Linked DNA regions of Mus musculus: regions 1 and 3 are each linked to region 2. Evidence: chromatin contacts called from public ChIA-PET and promoter capture Hi-C data. All regions are on one chromosome and are shown on one strand. The core of a region is the stretch at or near the end of the contact, and the rest is flanking DNA. Distances in the headings are between cores, read along the strand shown. Region 1 has its middle 7.6 kb from the start of Gm40192. Region 2 holds the start of 4930544D05Rik (RIKEN cDNA 4930544D05 gene). Region 3 holds the start of Alox12e (arachidonate lipoxygenase, epidermal).

What was found. Promoter capture Hi-C pulls out the DNA fragments that hold promoters and counts their contacts. ChIA-PET counts read pairs in DNA pulled down with a chosen protein or histone mark.
Region 1: an RNA polymerase II ChIA-PET map of memory CD8 T cells shows a contact between it and region 2, with 10 read pairs. The contact joins the enhancer-like site here to the promoter of 4930544D05Rik in region 2. A contact is called at or near these places in 7 of 39 promoter capture datasets (the 3T3-L1 cell line, cranial neural crest, embryonic stem cells and 3 more) and 1 of 115 datasets of contacts at active chromatin or transcription factors (memory CD8 T cells).
Region 3: a promoter capture Hi-C map of stem cell-derived epiblast-like cells shows a contact between it and region 2, with 3 times the contacts expected there. The contact joins the promoter of Alox12e here to the promoter of 4930544D05Rik in region 2. A contact is called at or near these places in 19 of 39 promoter capture datasets (the C10 cell line, the HPC-7 cell line, cranial neural crest and 11 more), 1 of 15 datasets of contacts at CTCF or cohesin (embryonic stem cells), 30 of 484 Hi-C or Micro-C datasets (B cells, the Ba/F3 cell line, the G1E-ER4 cell line and 9 more), 3 of 115 datasets of contacts at active chromatin or transcription factors (bone marrow-derived macrophages and embryonic stem cells) and 5 of 9 other capture datasets (adipose tissue, embryonic stem cells, liver and 2 more).

What each region holds. Positions count from the first base shown.
Region 1 is chr11:70,296,601-70,300,673 of GRCm38.p6, forward strand. No RefSeq gene overlaps it. Among named protein-coding and RNA genes, the nearest start is that of Gm40192, 7.6 kb to the left of the region's middle. Within about 2 kb of position 1,706, at least 57 of the 459 cell types and tissues checked have an H3K27ac peak or open chromatin away from gene starts, as enhancers often do. A contact at or near this core is called in memory CD8 T cells, where this site is marked.
Region 2 is chr11:70,613,615-70,617,253 of GRCm38.p6, forward strand. 4930544D05Rik (RIKEN cDNA 4930544D05 gene) reads left to right here and starts at 2,280. Exons shown (of 4, transcript NM_001145537.1): 1 at 2,280-2,390; 2 at 2,490-2,690; 3 at 2,784-2,991; 4 at 3,144-3,276. The coding sequence starts at 2,325. The coding sequence ends at 3,184. It overlaps Chrne (cholinergic receptor, nicotinic, epsilon polypeptide), which reads right to left. Exons shown (of 12, transcript NM_009603.1): 7 at 3,533-3,639; 8 at 3,341-3,455; 9 at 2,047-2,161; 10 at 1,786-1,972; 11 at 1,594-1,700; 12 at 1,269-1,514. The coding sequence ends at 1,359. Mink1 (misshapen-like kinase 1 (zebrafish)) reads left to right here. Exons shown (of 33, transcript NM_001045964.1): 33 at 15-868. The coding sequence ends at 98.
Region 3 is chr11:70,320,216-70,323,890 of GRCm38.p6, forward strand. It overlaps Alox12e (arachidonate lipoxygenase, epidermal), which reads right to left and starts at 2,315. Exons shown (of 14, transcript NM_145684.2): 1 at 2,107-2,315; 2 at 1,470-1,671; 3 at 1,217-1,298; 4 at 1,013-1,135; 5 at 821-924; 6 at 515-675. The coding sequence starts at 2,241.

The DNA of each region.
Region 1 (4,073 bases), core at 456-2,955, 320 kb before region 2:
CCAGTCCCTCCTCCACATCTCCCCTCTTCCACCCTCACCCCCACCCCTGTCCACTCCTCAGTTTCCCTTCAGAAAAGGACAGGTCTCCCACGGATATCTACTAGACATAGCATATCAAGTTGCAATAAGTCTAAGCACCTCCCCTCGTGATAAGGCTGGACTACTGGTTCCAATCAGTCTTCAGGACTGAGTCCACTGGGGAGCTACAGGGTTGCTTGGCAACCACTCCCAGGCTCTGACCATCAGATATCATCCTTTCCGGGTTCATAAGCAAAATTTCTTTTACTATTGTCTAAAAATAGTTTCTGCGAAATTTTTAGTTTGTCCCTGTCAAATCTCCTGGTTTTCTATGTTGTCCTATTTCAAGAGACTGGCTTTCTGTGACTCCATGGCTATCAGAGGTACGTTGCTCCAACTGACTGCCTTTGTTGTTGGTCCATGAGTCTATTGTGCAATCACCTCAAATTGGGAAAAAAAAAAAAAAGTCCGGCGCTTGGCTTCTAAGCCATGATCTTGTAAAGTAGTTCTTACAAATAGAGACCTTAAGGCCACAGACTTTATAGCTAAGTTATCAGTATAGACCCCAAGCATCCTCCTCCTCGTTGCTGGGTTTAAAATATATATGGGTCTCCTAAATCCTATCTAAACTTCCTGTAGATGTATTGTTTTCTGGATGAAGAGTCCTTTATTTTCAGCACACTCTTCATTATTAACAAATTCAGTAAGATGAAGAAAACATGAAGCCTAATAATGCTGAATAACAAATTATATTTAAGTATCATAAAATAATTTAACATTAAATACCTAAGAAGTCACTGCAACAAAATACATATGATACACACACACACACACACACACACACACACACACTGAGCTTGGAATCAGAAATCCTGAGTTCTAGTGGCTCTCTGGGCCTGTGCAGCTTGCAGCTCATCTGAGCCACGGTTTCTTTGTTGCACAGGAAAGTCTACCCTTCCGACCTCCCAGGAGAGGCAGCACCTCCCACTACGCAGAGGGAAATTACCACTGTGTTTGTGTTACTATTTGCCTAGAGGATATCCCATCCCAGGGCAGCAGGCACAAGGCTTGATTGAAGCCACACATTTGGGGTCTTCCTGAAGCTGCCATCTTTAAGGACGCAACCCAGAAGAAGGTGGAATGGAGTGGGTGTGAGAGCCACCACTGGCAAAACCTCAGAAGCAGAAGCAAGTTTCCCAGGGCTGGACTTGAATTCTCCATTCCCTGCCTCAGCCTCGGGAGTATTGGGATCACAGATGTATACCACTGTGCCAGGATCAAACTCACGTCTGACCCTTGAAGAATTTCCCCTCCCATCCAACAAACAGTAGCTGGCTGGCTGACACTTTGAGGAAATTGGAGCAGGCTGTGGCGTGATTAGGGGCTTGTCGTGAGAGGACCGAGGATACTGGCTAAGGAGGGATAAGGTGGGTGGCGGAAGCAGAACTGTTTATCACCAGTGTTCTTCGGCTGCAGAGCGGGAGGGCAGTATTTATGCACACAGTGCCTGCTAACTATAAAAGGTTACACACAATTGAAGGGCGTGCCTTGCTCCCACGGTCCCTAAAAATGTTCTGTGTGTCTTCACACCCCGTCTCTCAAGATTTCAAATCATATATAAGACAAATTTACACTTAGAAGACAGCAGTTTCCTGTGCAGGTGCTGAGGCTCACCCAAACGCCTTCCTTCCTGCCCCTCACACCAGAGAGGAGGTGTGTCTCCAGGCTCAGTCCTCTGATGCCTGCTCTCTCCTCTCCTAAGAGAGATGCAGATGATTCTCTGGTCTCCCCTCCAGTGTCTGACTTCTCTCAGAAGTCTGAAATCCACAGCACCTTGAACTTGCTATGCAATAGGGAATGGCCTTGGACTTGTGATCCTCCTGCCTCTACCACTCAAGCTCTAGGATTACGTCCAGCAATTTTTTATTTTTTATTTATTTATTTTTATCTTTTTTGGTTTATTGAAATAGGTTTCTCTATGTAGCCCTGGCTGTCCCGGAACTCACTATGTAGACCAGGCTGGCCTCGAACTCAGAAATCCGCCTGCCTCTGCCTCCCAAGTGCTGGGATTAAAGGCGTACACCACCACTGCCCAGCAAATTTTTTCGTTTTTAAATATTTATTTATTTATTATATATGAGTACACCTTAGTTGTCTTCAGACACACCAGAAAAGGGCATCAGATCTCATTACAGATGGTCGGGAGCCACTATGTGGTTGCTGGAATTTGAACTCAAGACCTCTGGAAGAGCGGTCAATGCTCGTAACCGCTGAGCCATCTCTCTAGCCCCACAGCAATATTTTAATATATAACCATCCATATTGAGAAAGCTAAACATGAGCTTATACTAACACCCAAACTAATCCACAAACACAAACCCTCTTCACTTAGCCTCCTGATTAGTTTTAAGCATGTCTTTTATGTGCAGCTTTATGCTAACACAAACTTATTTTCTAGCAGTAGGTGCAATAAGTTGACTTACATTTACTGTCGTATATGTCTGCTTCTGGATGCCACAATTCTCTCCAAGTATGTATATTGATTTCATGTGTCTGTAGGTCTATTTACACAGAAAATATTTACATTGTTTCATAAATGGACTGTTTGCTTTACATTTATTTTTTTTTTTAATTTAAGACATCATCTACTATGTAGCCCTGGGCTAACCCAGAACTCTGTATGTAGACCATGCTGGCCTTGAATTCACAGAGATTCACCTGCCTCTGCCCACTGAGGGCCAGGACTAAAGGTGTGTGCCACCACACCCATCTGTTGGCTTTGCTTTAAATCATAACTTTACACATACTCGGGAAGGCTGTATATTGATCCTCACAGTGACCACAGTAATCACAGGATCTTGATCAACTCAACTGACAGCTCCTTCTGTTAGCAATGCTAAGATTATTTTGTGTTCTATTTCTGTTGGGTTTTCTCTGCCACTGAACTTGAAAACCCAATCGTAACTCTCTTCTATCCCTTTCTTGTTAGACATATTTTTAGGCCAGGGGCTTATTCAAATTTCCAACCTTTCTACCGGCTTTCTCTTTTGATGCTTACACAACTCCCACACTACTTTCTCCCAACCCATAACATTCTTCTCATCGTGCTTCTGCAGTATGTGTGCATGTGCCTGCACCTGCATGTGCATGTGTGCATGTGTATGTGTGTGTGTGCACATGCGTACTTGTGTACATATGTGTGTATCAGTACGTACACTCAGCCCCTTGCACAGAATGTCTCTTCGTTGGCTGGAATTTGTCCTCTGTGGCTTGCACAGAGGTGGGGGGTTGCCTTGATCAGTAAAGCCCCTAGGGAAATGTGAGGGTCTCATGCCTTTGATCCCGTCATTCCCATAGGAATCCAGATGTGGCCGTGTGACCTGTAGCCCAGCACTGTGGGGGAGACACAGCTGGACCTGAACTTCTTAGCCAGCTAGCCTGAGGACTTCAAGTTCAGTGGGACATCCTGTCTCAAAACTAAGGTGGAGAGGAATTGAGGAAAGATAGTCAAAGTCAACCTCAGGCCTCCAGAGTCATGTGTGTACCCACACTAACAGGCAATTGTGTGCATCCCCACACAAACACACACACAGGTAATACACACACACACACACACACACACACGTAACACCCCCCCCCACACTAACAGGCAATATACCTCACCACACAAATACACACACAGGTAATACACACACACACACACACACACACACACACACACACTAACAGGTAATATACCTCCCCACACAAACACACACACAGGTAACAGAACACTGTTCCTTTAGTTCTTTTCACATTTTGTATTACATTTTAACTTATCTTGTGTTCACATGCATGAGTGGAAGCTTGTGAGGGTGGGGACATGGTGCCACAGAGTGCCAGTTAAGGTCAGAGAACAAGTTGAAGGAATCTCTTCTCTCTGTCCATCATGTGGGTCCTGGGGATTGAACTCACGTCCTTGGGCTTGAGTCATCTTCCCAGCCCACTTTTAGTTCTCCTTTTTGTATGTGTATGTGTGTGTGCTCTGTGTGTGATTATGCCCTCATGTGTGCAGG
Region 2 (3,639 bases), core at 1,030-3,529:
TCTACTTTATTCAGGTGTTTTTTGCCTCTGTCCGCTCTGGAGGAAGCAGCCAAGTTTACTTTATGACTCTGAACCGTAACTGCATCATGAACTGGTGACGAGGCCCCTGGGCTGGGGCTCCCCACATGGACCCAGCTCTCTTCCCACAGCCAGACTACCCAGGCCGCCCCTGCCCTCCCACCCCCTTGGGCTTTTGCTTTTACTGGTTTGATTCACTGGAGCCTGCTGGGAACGTGACCTCATATCCCTGAAGCTTTCGTGATCACGTGACCACCCTTTCCCCCAACATTCTCAAAACTGTGCCTTTCCCCAACTTGTGGGGAATGACACAGCTTCCTTCCCCTTACCAGGAATTGAGTGGGACTTGCTCCTCCCCTTTTCTCCACAGAAGAGGAGAGCGCTTGGGGCTTGGACCCCTTACCCCATTGCTGCTGAATGAGCAGGGCCCTGACCCCTTTATTTGCACGCCAGGGGAGCCGGCTCCCCCCTTGAATGTACCAGACTCTGGGGGGGGGGTGTTCACTGGGCCCTGGGTTCTGGAGGCGGGGCGGTCACCAGCCACTCCAGGGGCAGGGACCATTCCTCATTTTCTGAAAGCACTTTAATGATTCCCCCCCAACCCCCAGGGAATGGAGGAGGGACCCCATAGCCAAAACATTCCCCCCTTTCCTCCCCACTCCCACCCCTTCTAGCCTCTCCCCTTCCCTAGAAGGAGAGAGCTCAGAGCTCCCAGCCTTTATCCTCCCTTGCTTGCATCTGTATATAGTGTGAGCAGCAAGTAGCCCTTCTCCCTCCTGTATCCTTTCTCAATGTAGTGGCCTTGGATATATCCCCTTTGTTAATAAAGACAATTCAACCAGCTTCCACCATTTTGAGATCCTACTATTGTTCTCTCTCAATCCTGGAGAGATTTGAGAGTTGAGAATGCAGAGGGTAGAGGAAAGGCATTAGGCTCTGTGAAGTTACTGTGATAATAGAGACGAAGTAAGGTGGATGAATAGGCCAGGGATCAGTCCTGACACGGTAGGACCCTTTGAGAATAGTTTTTACCAGCCCCAGCAGGGCCAGGCCAGACTTCTGGCTTCAGTGTTTCTATATCTGGGTCTTGTAAAAACCTCATTGGCTATCAACTAGATAAACATTCTTTAGGTTAGAAGGAGCCAAGAGCAAAATTGAACCAATTGCCTCCAAGTGCCTGACCAAACCACCCACCCATCTTCTACTTCCCTGAGGAGTTGGACCCACCCACATGACCACACAACCCCTCCTGCAAGTTCACAAACCAGATTTATTGTCAGCGGCCTGTTTTCAAAATCTCTTTCTTGGGGGGTGGGGGAGAGGTGGGTGCCAGTGCAGGCTCATGGTTGGATGCACGGTGGGTAAGGGAGATCAGGAACTTGGTTGAAGTAACCCCCAAGGAAGATGAGAGTAGAACCAACGCTGAAGAGCACCAAAGCTGCCCAAAAACAGACATTGTCCAGGGCCTTCCCCATACGCACCCAGTCGGACAGTTCCTGTGAGAGAGAGCTTAGCGAGGGAGGAGCCTGGAGGGCGGGGCATCTAGCACTGCTCCGCCTCAACCTCCCAACCCACCTCTCCAGTGGCTTCCTGGTCTCTTGTGCTCTCAGCCACAAAGTTCACAGCATCCACACAGCAGCGGATTTCTGGGGCTGCAGCACCCAGGTTCTGGCAGAGGGCTGCTGCTAAGGCAACAGCAAGCGCTAGGTCATTAAAAGAGCGTCCCTAACGGCGAGTGTATGCCTTTGACCCAAGAGCAGTGCTTACCGGTCCAAGTTCCGTGCCGATGCCTCTGACCCTCAAACACGAGTTCGCTCCGCGGCTTTTTCAAGATGAGCTCCTCCGCTCTGAGCAGAATGCCCACAGACGAGGCACGCCTCGCTGGTGAGGCAGTTCGGGGATCCTCTGGGGGTGGGCTCGAGCCCAGGAGACGCGGCAGCAGCTCTAATAAAATCTGCAGCCGGGGCAGAGAGAGGTTCCAAGCCCGCTTCCCACCCCTGGGCAGTACTTTCTCCAACCAGCGCTTACCTGGCGCAGCCGAGGGGATGTAGCATGAGTCGTTGGCGTCCTCAAAGATACGTTGAGCACGATGACGCAATTCATGACAATGAGCGTGGCAACCACCATGACGAATATAAGATACCTGATATACAGAAGCCTGATGTCACAGCACCCCACAAACAAGGCACTAGCTGCCCTCTACCTCACAAATACCACCTCCGCACAGCTGGTGGCGTTACTTCTTGATCCTCCTCAACGATGCCAGTATTGTCCTGGCCCTTCTGCATATACCATCTGTTGCGGACATGAAGGGGATTCCCAGCAATTTGGACACCCTGCTGTGGGTCTACCACTTCCACAGCTCCACCGAGGTGAGGGTATTAGAATGGCAGAATCTGGAGAGGTCCCCAGCTCTTCCTGCTATGGCCCTTTCCATGTGATCATTCCACTCACTACCCTTGCTCCTCCAGGTGGCCTTACAGCCTCCACTTCTATCTTCCCTGGAACTTGCTGTGGCCGCAGCTCACGAATATCTGGTGCAAAGGTTCAGAGAGCTTAAGTCCCAGGACCCCCTGGAATCCGACAAGTCGCCCACCCAGAAGGCCACCCTAGGGCTGGTGCTAAGAGAAGCTGCAGCCAGCATCATGAGCTTTGGAGCCACCTTGTTAGAGGTGCTGCTCTGGGAGGCTGAGGGATGGGAATAAAAGGGGGAGAGGGCTAGGCCAACAAAAGCAAGGACCTCTAGCCCATATGCCCCAATGTAGATCTCGGCCCTGTGGCTGCAGCAGGAGGTGCAGCGACTGGACGGCGGCAACGACTGCCCAGGCCCAGCCCCAGACACTGGGGATCCTGGTAGGGCGCTGGCCCGTGTAGCCCTGGCCGCAGGGCAGGGGATTCGGCAAGCTGGAACGGCAGCTGGCGCAAGTGCCCGGTACCTGATCCAGGGGGCGTGGTTGTACCTGTGTGGACGAGGTTTGCACGGGTCTACCTCATCTCTGCCACAAACCCTATGCCAACTGGGCCTTGGGGTCCCTGGGGATCCGGTGCGTTTGGGATAAAGGGTGCGACATGGGTCAGAGGAGGTATGATTAAGGAGATGCTGAACTATACTGTCCTCTTAACAGAGAGACTCGGGAAACCTCAAGGTGTCGCCCAGCAGCAGTGAGGAGAATGGGGGAACAGATAATCCATCACTGTCCCAGTCCAACCCTGTGTCCAAATAAAAGTCCAGAACGGGACAACACCAGGTCCCTATGCAAGCCTTCTTTGGCTACATTCTCCATGCATGCCCCTATCTCTGTGGGATCCACTTTGAGATTACCTGCCCAGCAGTGGCACGCTCAGAGAAGTCTCTGGAATTTTCTGGGCAATTAGAAACAAGAAGACAGTCTGGGCTAGCAGGACGTTGATAGAGACCGTGCATTTCTGGCCACCAGCTAGAGGGAGCAAGCTGTGAGAGGCAAGCCAGGGAGCAAGCCCAGCCTGGGGTTCAGGAGTCAGGGTCACCCCTTACCCTGCGCAGGCAGGAAGTAAGCGAGCAGCACCAAGCCAGAAATGAGCACGCAAGGCACAATGATGTTAATGACGTAAAAAAGCGGCTTCCGGCGGATGATGAGCGTA
Region 3 (3,675 bases), core at 1,065-3,564, 290 kb before region 2:
AGAACTGATGCCCTGGGTGTACGGGTTGGTGCTTGAGCCTCCCTGAGGCTCTCCTCCCTGTTAAAGGGTGAAGGAGCTAAGACTACATCAGTTACAAATTTCAGCCACAGGTAATTCTGCTCCACCCCCCTCACACAGCCCGCCACCATTTGGCAATATTTTTGGTTGTCACAAAAGATGTACTACTGACATCTAATAGGTAAGAGGCAGGAGATATTACTAGGACATTACTATACAGGGGAACACCCTAAAAGAAAGAATTATATAGGTCACAACCATGGCATAGCTCCAAAGTTGAGAAACTCCAAGTGATGATGAAACCTGTCACCATTTTGTATGCTAACCTTAAAAAATGATCTAAGAAAAGAAATCCTAAATGCAGATAAAGGAGGGTATTGATGATGGAGTCACACAAGGAGAGGTGGGGGGGAAGGAAGCAAGGAAAGGGAAAGAAATCGGTCAGAACCATGGGGATGGGGTTGGGTGCATAAGCTAAACAGAGGCAGCTCAGCACCTTGAGCTCCTTCTCCAGCTGGGTCTGTACGTCTTCCATCCCTGGAGGCAGGACCAGCCGGGCTGGAAGGCGCATGGACCGCCTCAGGAGCATGGGGTTTGCACCGTTGAGGAACTGGTACCCAAAGAGAGCATCTTCCTTCCAGGAACCACGGACCCGCTCTGAAGACATCCGTTGAGAACACAGTGTGAGCTCTAAACGTGCCCTCCAGCCAACCCATCATCTCCTGCCCTCTCTCCCCAGTTCTCTCGGATAGCTGGGTTGGAATTCTGATTAAAGAGACTTTAGGAAATTGTGGTCACTGACCAGGCAGAGCAGTCTTTGTATGTGGGAATACTTTCTGGTAATCTTCCAGCTTTTGTACACGACTTACAAAATCTAGAGTCCCCTTAATAGCAAAGTTCTTCAACCTGTGCAAAGAACACCGTGCAAGAAGATCAAGAAAGAGCCCACCTTACAGCTTAAGGCGAAACTGCGCAAACTCAACCAAGTACTCACTCTTTGACCAGAGAGAGGGAAAAATCTAAATCCTTATCCTTCATGAATCTCTGGTTCCGGGGGAGGTCCCGTTCAGTACTCCCTGCTATAGGCAGGATTAATCCCTCCTTCCAGGAGCCCCACCTGGGGAACAGATACGGAGCCTTACGTGAGACAGTGGGTTTGGAGGCTCTAGAGGGCGATCGACAGTTTTCTTGAACTCACCGATACACATTCCTTCTGTTCTCCAGCTCCTGCTCTCGATACTTCCTAAACAGGTTCTGAGTGTCATCAGTTACCTTCAGGGCTGGAAGAAGCAGACACAAAAGTGTGTCCTCTTAGGGCACCGCTCTGTGCCCTCCATCTCATCCTTTCTCGTCTCCCCCGCTCCCCTCTATCTCTAATCTTTTCTGTAATTTATTTCATAACAAGCCCAACGACCTCCTGCATCCTTCAGCGGCACCGCCAGAGTCCTCACCAGTGCCCTCGGTTAGGCAGATAGTCTCCTTGCCCTGCACCCAACTGTAGCAGGGGAAAAAGGCTTCTCCTTGGGTCCCAGGGCCCTGCACAGTGATGCTCTTGCAGAACCAGTCAGAATCCAATAGGCCTTTCTGTTTGCGCAGCTTCACCGCCAGGAGGCGCCCTAGATGCAAGGGGACGTCGACCTCCAGCTCTGTCTTCTGTGGGATAGGACACAGCTCCTAAGCAAGTCTGGGGTCCTCCGTGTGGGCAGCAGTGTCAGTGAGCCCTCGGAGAAGCTTGGCTTTGGCTCCAATTGCCCTTCTAAGAAGCACTCAAGGAAAGAGACCTGAACCGAGTGGCGTCGAGGAAGGAGCGGGGCGCTCTGCTGGGCTCCAGGCTCCTCTGTGCACCTGCAGCGCTCCCCAGTGTTGTCTCATCCCCGCCCCCTCTTTCTGCCCAGCCCCTCTCTCCTATTCCTTTCTCTGTCCCCTTTTCTCGCAGCCAGCCCACCTGCGCCTGCTATCACTCCCGGATCACCTTCTCAGTGGTTCTCTGGGATCAGGCTTCCTCCCCTCCCCACAGTTCCCAGAACCCCTGCAGAGTCTCAGATCCCCGGTTCTCCGCGAGAGCCCCACGTAGTGGCCGGCACTCACCCTTCCCAGCAGTGGCCGCAGCTGCTTCCCAAGGTCCGCCTCTCCATGCTCGCCCACCAGCCACAGATGCACCAGGTTGGCGGAGCCCGCAAAAACCGAGTCTCCAGTGGCTACGAGGATCTTGTACTTGACCATCTCGGCTGATCCTCTAGAGGGACCTGGGGGGAAACTGCTCTTAAGAGGATCTGAGAGGCTGCCTCCAGAGAGTCACACCTAGACCAGAGTTTGGTGTATTTGAATTGCCCCCGCCCACTCAGGTCCCTCCCCAACTAAGGAGCAGGTATCTGATTCTCACCTTCACTGTCTCTAGATGGTTTGCCAGCAGTTTCCAAAAATGCATCCCTACCTTGTTTTCTTGGCAAGGGCTTCATGCCCAGCCCTGAGCTAAGCACATCAGCTAGCTAAGTCTCACGCCCACCCAATTTTAGTGGAAAAAAAAAGCGCAGCAGGCAGTGATGACAGCAGTAGAAAGGCTTTGGGTGGGGCGCGCTTTTCCGTGGAAGTGAGCTTAGCATCTTGGCAAGGACCAAAGAGTTTTGTTGTTGTTTTTGTTGAGGACAGGTGCAGTAGAGGTGTTCATTGTTCAAACTGGAGAGCCCGAGGAGGGAGTTTGGAATTTCCCTATAGTCTGGAAGTTTCCATTGGACCTCCCTGAAACCTGATCTTTGAAGACAAAGCTTTAGGCTGAGCACCCATACTGTGGACAAACTGCAGGGAAGGGGACAGGGAAAGGAACAGGAGAGAGGACTCTCTTCAGGACTAAGTCTTCCCACCACATCTCCCAGAGTTCGGCCCCCCTTCCTCCTCAGAGCGAGTACAGGGGTATACCTCTCTGTCCTGTGACACTCCTGCCTCTGTCCAGGTGCTCCTGTGCTCCTGTGGACAAAAGTCCCTGAATCCACAATGGATTTTGCTTAAGAGCTAACTACTTAACTAACTGATCCCTTGCCTCGTGGTCGAAGAGTCCGTCAAAACATGCGGCTGAGAGCCGGGCGTGGTGCACGCCTTTAATCCCAGCACTCGGGAGGCAGAGGCAGGCGGATTTCTGAGTTCGAGGCCAGCCTGGTCTACAAAGTGAGTGCCAGGATAGCCAGGGCTTCACAGAGAAACCCTGTCTCGAAAAAAACAAAAACAAAAACAAAAACAACAAAACAAAACAAAACAAAACAAAAAAACATGCGACTGAGACCTGAATCTAAAAGTATAGATGTACTTTCTCAGACAAACGGGGGGGGGGGGGGGGGGAGGACACGGACTTGCCATTAGTTTATAGTGGAGCGGGTGCTTGAAGGATCTTGCAGAACAAACACTAAATGCAACTTGTCTAGTTCTTTACCAGTTTTCCCTCAGCCTTTCTTGTTGTTTGTTTTTGGAGACAGGCCCAACCCCTTTCTTGTGTTCCTTTCACTCCAGGACCCCTGCAGAGTCCCAGGTCCCCAGGTCTCTGTGAGCCCAGTTGTGGTCCTGCACTCGCCCTTCCCAGGAGAGCTGAGACAGCCCTGGTTGTCCTGGAACTCACTCTGTAGACCAGGCTGGTCTTGAACTCAGAGAGATCCATCTGCCTCTGCC